Linked DNA regions of Mus musculus: region 2 is linked to region 1. Evidence: chromatin contacts called from public promoter capture Hi-C data. All regions are on one chromosome and are shown on one strand. Each heading gives the region's core, a stretch centred on a gene start, on an enhancer-like site or on the middle of the called end of the contact. The rest is flanking DNA. Distances are from core to core; before and after follow the strand shown. Region 1 overlaps Mdfic (MyoD family inhibitor domain containing). Region 2 holds the start of St7 (suppression of tumorigenicity 7).

Region 1 (3,284 bases), core at 556-3,055:
AAAAACAAAAACAAAATTAAACCAGCTCTCAGGAAGACCCGGGGCCTGGAATTTCACTTTTTCACTGATCCAAAAGGAAAACAAAACAAAACAAAACAACAACCCGGAAGCCTAATGACCTTTACAGAACAACGCAAATCTAACTTTCTTTGTCTTTCCTTCCCAGCGGATTACAATCTCCTTTTCTAAAAAGCATGTAAGATCATATAAATAACCATGGTAACACACACTGGTAGACAAACAGGCATATAGATAAACGTTCATGATTTTATAAATAGAAAAAAGCATATAATCACAGATAAATTATGTGTTTGTGGATTGAATTGAATGCGTAAATCAATTCAGTTAAGTCATTGTTACCTGCGTTATGATGAGACTTTTCAGCAAGCTCTGAAATGAATTCCTTCAAGAGGAAGGTCTGATTGGATTCAAAATGAAAAAAAAAAAAAAAAACAAAAACAAAAAATAAACAAAGCAACTATAAATGGACCAGCTTATCTATTGAGGGAGCCAAAGGAAAATGTGCATAAGCAAAACGGAAATATTTACAAAAATAGAAGTACGTGATTGAGTATGAACATTAAGAAAGGTATAAAATGCATTGGTGGTTTAAAATACGTGGTAGTAAATCAGAGAGGGAGAGAAGGATAGTACACTGTCCATGTTTAAAAGAGGCGAGAGTGGGGAAAGGGCTGGGGGGTAGGAGGATTAGAAAGAAATTTGGGAAGGGAAAGACAACATCTTAATCTCTAGTACCTTTACGCTCCTAAGCTGGTGAATGTACTTTTAAGTCACCTGATCCTGAGTCTTGGAATTCTCAAGTTTAGCAATATTTTCTCAACCAGGAACACTCACCCTATAGCCAAACATTCAAAGATTCATGGAATGTAGCATTCTTGTCTTAGCAGCTTCCAGAATTACTCGTGACAGGAACTCAGACGAAAACATCCAATACTCACCATCCCCCAAGAACTGGCAAGAGAGCCAGACGTTGGTCCTTCAGGAGAAAGGAATGTGCTAGAGCAGAAGAAGAGCAAAGCTACAGCTACGATCACTTCTATTCCAAGAGCTCCACCATGCCGAGCTGACATCGCTACTCACATCACTTTGATTGGTTTGCTTTAGTTTTTTTTTTTTTTTTTTTTACAAAGTTGACAAGCAAACAGATCTACATAAATGTTTATCCTTGCCTTATGTGACTGCCATGTCTTTTAAAACGTCTCCTTTTCTCTCTCCCCTGTGATAACTACCTCAATTCATTCTCTGGATTTGCACTCTAGTTGACTTTGTGGACACAGTGGTCTTACTTAAGCTTACCTAGAAGATTGAATGTTGGGAAAGCATTCTCTGTTACTGACTGCTGAAATCCACACACGGTGTCCACGGTAGCTTCCTTACTTAGCTGTCTCTGAACACCATGTAGAATGAACTTGACCTCTTCCACCTTCCCCTATGCCAGAAGGATGATGTCCTCATCTTTAATCTTGTCTAGCTCCCCTTTCTTTTCTTTACCTCTTCCTTCTAAAATTATTAGTGTGTAGTGCTCAGACTCCATCGTGGGTTTAGGTGTGACATTTTTGTTCACGCACATAATGTACTTTAGAAGCCCTCTTTCAGTGGTCTCAGCCTTAAACACTTTTCTGTTAGCTCTCAGTGATTTGATCAGGACTAAATTCCTTTTCTGGTTCTCTGGCCAAGCAATGAACCCTTATTTGGCACTTTTACAAGAATGAAGGGCACCGGGACTCAATAATGAGCCAAGGGGGTTGTTTAATCTGTAACAGCATTGCAAAGCTCAAGACTCTGACTTTGAAGTAAATAAAAAAAGAGGAGCAGAGCAGGCCATTACAAGTTGTGGTAAGGACACAAACAGAATAATGATGTATGAGTTAAAATTATACTGACATTGATTTCTTACACTGCCGAATGATTGATAAGAGATTTGATTTAAAGCCAGAATGTAGAGCCTCTCCTAGTTCTCATCCCCTAACTCAGCTTTGGGACACTCTCAGCCCTACCTCTGGGATGCGACATTTGTTCAATTCTCCTTTAAGCCCACCATCCCAGTGTGATGTAGCTCTACCATCTCTGTCATCTCTTTCCCTTTCACCCATTCTGCAGCTGCAGGATGACTCTGAACAGCTCCCTTATCTTAGATATCCTGACAGGCCTAACATCCTTACAAAGGAAATACAGTGATTTCCCAAGTCCCTCACAGTCTTCGGTGCTTCCTGCCTATTTCCCTACTGAAGTCCACATCTTGGGCAACAGTAGAAACAGAACCATGTGTAACTTTTATTTTCCAGTTTTCCTTGTGTCTTAAACATTAATCAGTTACCATTTCTGCTCATTAGGAGAGCCCTCCCACCTTCTTATAAATCTTCATTCACGGACAGACTGCCTATCTGTTTCCTTCCCAAGGAGTACTTTCCTTTCAGAAAAACTCAACACAGTGTTCTTTAGATCAAGAATTACCCAGAAACTGTATTTTCTGTTCTCAGATTATGCTATTTGGTTTTATATGTTTCATGTGAAAATTATATTAAACACTTGTTTGCTAAGCAAACAAACAAAAAGAAATGCTTTTCACATTGTACTCTGGCCAAGAGCTCCTTTGCTGTATTCCTGTGCTTGATAATTTATCTTACTTCTTACTGAAAAGTGATATGAAACCTTTCAGAAAAAAAGGACTTACTAAGGATTGTGCTTATAACTTGAGTAAAATAAGAAACCAGGTTTATATTCATAAACGCCCTAAAGGTCAGAAGCTGCCCCATCATGAAACATGAGGAGAGCTATGCTTTGGGGAAAGAAGGCAGAGCTGGCTCCTGATCCTCTGCCACCTGACTCGTGGTGGCACACACCTTTAATCCCAGCACTCGGGAGGCAGAGGCAGGCGGATTTCTGAGTTCGAGGCCAGCCTGGTCTACAAAGTGAGTTCCAGGACAGCCAGGGCTATACAAAGAAACCCTGTCTCGAAAAACAAAAACAGAGTTTCTGACACCTGCTCTATCATGAGTTAACCTCATTTTGAGTGTCAACGCTGCACAAATTCAAACCAACATAAAGGAGTAAAGAAATAAAGCTTAAGATCTGTGGTCATGCATTCTTCAACTGATGTCACCAGCAACACAAGCCCAACAAAACCAAACTCCTCCTATCACCCTAAGAGTCTGTCCCAATCACTACAATTTCTGAGAAGCTCCAAAACTAGACCACAACCACCATATTGAAAGCTGGTATCAACTAGTCTGTCACATATTCTTGTTGTAATCTTCCAGTGG
Region 2 (3,284 bases), core at 402-2,901, 2.0 Mb before region 1:
TTTTTCTCGCTACTTTGTAATTGTGATTTTGCTACTCATAATGTATATATCTGACATGCAAGGATATCTGATATGCAAGCTCCAAATGGGTCATGACCCACAGGTTGAGAATGTCTGTCCTAAGGCAAGGAACACAATATTACAATGTGACAAGCAGTCACGCTAACAGATTAAAAAAAAAAAAAAGGTGGGATCTTCGGAATAATCAGAGCCAAACAGCTTAGCATCCTCTACATTAGGATGAGCTGATTCTATGTGCAGAATTCTGTCTGCCTCCCAAAAAGACCATCCAAAGGATACTATGAAACAAACATAGTCAGCAACAGGTTCACATTAAAGGAGGTTTATAATGTTAAACAAAATGAGTACATTGTGGCAAGCATCTAAAAGGGTCCACTTCCCACTGGTCCTCCATTTCCAGTTATGGTCATGGGAAATTCATTTCCAACCTTGGTATTGTAGACAATGCAAATTAAAATAACAGAAGACAGATATATGTGAATGTGTATCTATGTCTGTAAATAAGTCAGAACTGTAAAGACTTCCCAGCGTAGTGTGCAATAAAATTTGCAGACTCAAAGGGCTGTAAGCCTTCCTTCAACGTGCATTTTGTTTCTGAATTGTCTCTGGGGTGTCCTTAGCCTAAGTTTGCCCTCCTTGGTTTTTAACATCTGGGGTGGCCTGCTGCAAGTTTATCAGGACCACAGTCACCACATACATGCACACTTGTTTAGCCCCGCGCGCTTTAGAGAGGGCTCAGCCGAGAACAGGACAACTTCAGCTGGGGACGTCAGACATTCCAGATTCCCCGCGCGCGGTCCGCGTGTCCCCTCGACATTCCGTTGGGTGACCTGACACGTCATCCACGCTCCTAGAGGGACCTACGGACATGCCCTCCCCGTCCACACCACAGCGACACCCTCCGGGACAAGGCTCTCTCTCCACTCGCGCGCGCCCTCGGCCCGAGCCATGCGTGGGCCCTGGCGGCGCAGCCGGGAGCAGGACATGCCTCCTCGGCGCGGTTCGGACGCTCGAGCGCCGGCGAGACTCGCGAGCTCCCGGGGCTCGGCGGGGACCCGCGGGGACGGAAGGGGACACTCCGCGCGCGGGGGTGGGGGTGGGACTCGCGAAGGCCGCGGGGCTGCGGCGGCCACCTGAGGCGGCGCGTCCCGGAGCGCGCGTCCCCGCCGGCCGCGACCCCGCCGCGCGACTTTGCACTAACTTTCCCGGGGCGGGGGAGGGGCGGCCGAGCGGAGCCGGGCCGGGCCGGGCCGGGCCTGACCTGTGCTCAGGTTGTCGTTGATCCTCAGGGGCACCCTCAGGATGTAGACCAGGAAGAGCACGAGGAAGAACCACACGGTCCACAGATAGGTCCACGACCACACGATGCAGGACTTGAGCTGCTCCAGGAAGCCCGCGCCCGCCTCGGCCATCTTCCGGCGCTGCTACGGGCCGCCGCGGCGCTCGCTGTCGGCCGGGATGATTCACCCGCCCGAGGCACGGCTCGAGCCGCCGCCGCCGCCAGGGCCCGGCGTCCCCGGAGCTCGCCCGGCGCCCGGATGCGGCGGGAAAGCGCGCGGCCTGCGCTCCGAGCCCCCGCCGGTGGCCTTCGTGGAGCGGTCACGTGGGCCCGGTCCCTGCACTCTCCCGGGCCATTTATACTTCTTGTACTAGTATTTTAGGAGGACAGCCCGGGCGCCGCCGAGGGACCCACTGACGTAACAGCTCGCGGGTGTAGAGCGCTTCCGAGAGCCGGGCGTGCTCCACACACTTTGTAATGTCTGGGGGGGGAGCCTGCAACAGTTGCCAGGTCCTGGGGTGATAGACGGAGGGAAACTGAGGCCCAAAGCGTTCCTAGGTCTACCTTAAAGTGGAGTCAGAATTCGGTTGCAATCAAGATTTCCAGGACGTAAACAAGGTTTCCAGGAGTCTTAAAGCTGTGTCTCCCAGGACTGGGGCTTAAAGGTATCAATGAAATCCAGACGAGCTAGAAGAGATGCACTCCTGCTCATTAGGCCTGAAGAGAAATTTTGGTTCCCTTTGTACTAGCTTCTGCTATTTGTTTTGTTTTTCCCAAACAGCACGGTGAAGGGTTTTCCAGAGAAACTGACAACATACGTATTTCTTTTTCTTCCTATTTTCCAAGTGATCGCCATTCAAACAAGTCTTTACTCGTTTTGTTTTTGTTTTTAACATATAAGCAATTCCCTAGTTTAACTTTGGCGTACTTCATCAGAACCTAATGAAAAATGAATAAAAATAAAACCACATTATGAACATTTTCCCACGGTTAAATAAAATAGTATATTTTACACAAGGCTTTAGGTGCTAGCTCCGAGTCTGTTTCTTGACTTTTAATGTATTCAATGTTAAATGAAGCAAACGCAGACTTTCCCAACTATAACCAAGACATTAAAATTCATCACTGAACAGCTTACCTTATTATAATTTTTATATTGCTCATGATTAAGCTCAGAATGCATTACCTCAAAATGGGACACCTTGTGCTGGCGTGCTGGCTGCCTTGAATGGAAGGGAATTGGAAAGGCCTCAGAAGCAAGGTGTCTCTGAGCTCCTGTCCTTTTTTCATACCTTGTGTGTCCCCCAAAGCAAAGCCAGTTCCCGGAAACCAAAATTCCCCTACTTCAAGGTGCATTGTAGAAATCAGAATGCATCTCCCTCAGACTAAACTATAAAACATGGAAAGCTCGATCTTTTCTCCCTTCCCCCTCCTCCTTTGAAGCCCCTCATTCCAGGACACTCTACCTCAAAAACCTCCAGAAGAAAGAATGTTAGGGAGAGGCCAAGAATGTGGACATGCCGGCTTTGCGAGACCTTTCCCCTCAGCCTGTCACCTTCACGTTATTACCTGAACGAAAAGAGGTTTCTCAAATTCTTTCAGGCTTCATTTATCATGCTTTTTCTTTTGCATCCTGATATATGGGAGTGTTGGCTGCGGCCCTTACAGTGGGTGTGGAGAGGTGTTACACCTTTCTGCTCCTACAAGGACTTGTAGTTTCTTCCATAGTAAAACAGGCTGAGTTAATTTGTAGATGTGGGGCCTGTTTGTGACAGTTCCAGGTGGCAAACTCAATTGCACTAAGGAGTGGTTTGGGGATTGCCTGCGAGGGTCTTTCCAGAAGAGACTGAGAAGTGAGTGTGAGCACATTTGATGGGGAATGTTCACCTTCAGTGTGTGTGAGTACCATTCAAGAACCTGGAGACCATAGAACTAGAGAGAATGTACTCTCCTTCTACCACAGAAGAGGCATTTTGACCTCTTC

Evidence for each region. Promoter capture Hi-C pulls out the DNA fragments that hold promoters and counts their contacts.
Region 2: a contact with region 1 is called in a promoter capture Hi-C map of liver, with 2.8 times the contacts expected there. The contact joins the promoter of St7 here to the enhancer-like site in region 1. A contact is called at or near these places in 2 of 39 promoter capture datasets (both in liver) and 1 of 9 other capture datasets (adipose tissue).

The regions. Positions count from the first base shown.
Region 1 is chr6:15,729,317-15,732,600 of GRCm38.p6, reverse strand. The region is part of intron 2 of Mdfic (MyoD family inhibitor domain containing); the gene reads right to left. Among named protein-coding and RNA genes, the nearest start is that of Mdfic, 10 kb to the right of the region's middle. Within about 2 kb of position 1,805, at least 95 of the 459 cell types and tissues checked have an H3K27ac peak or open chromatin away from gene starts, as enhancers often do. A contact at or near this core is called in adipose tissue and liver, where this site is marked.
Region 2 is chr6:17,692,361-17,695,644 of GRCm38.p6, reverse strand. St7 (suppression of tumorigenicity 7) reads right to left here and starts at 1,651. Exons shown (of 16, transcript NM_001289624.1): 1 at 1,283-1,651. The coding sequence starts at 1,433.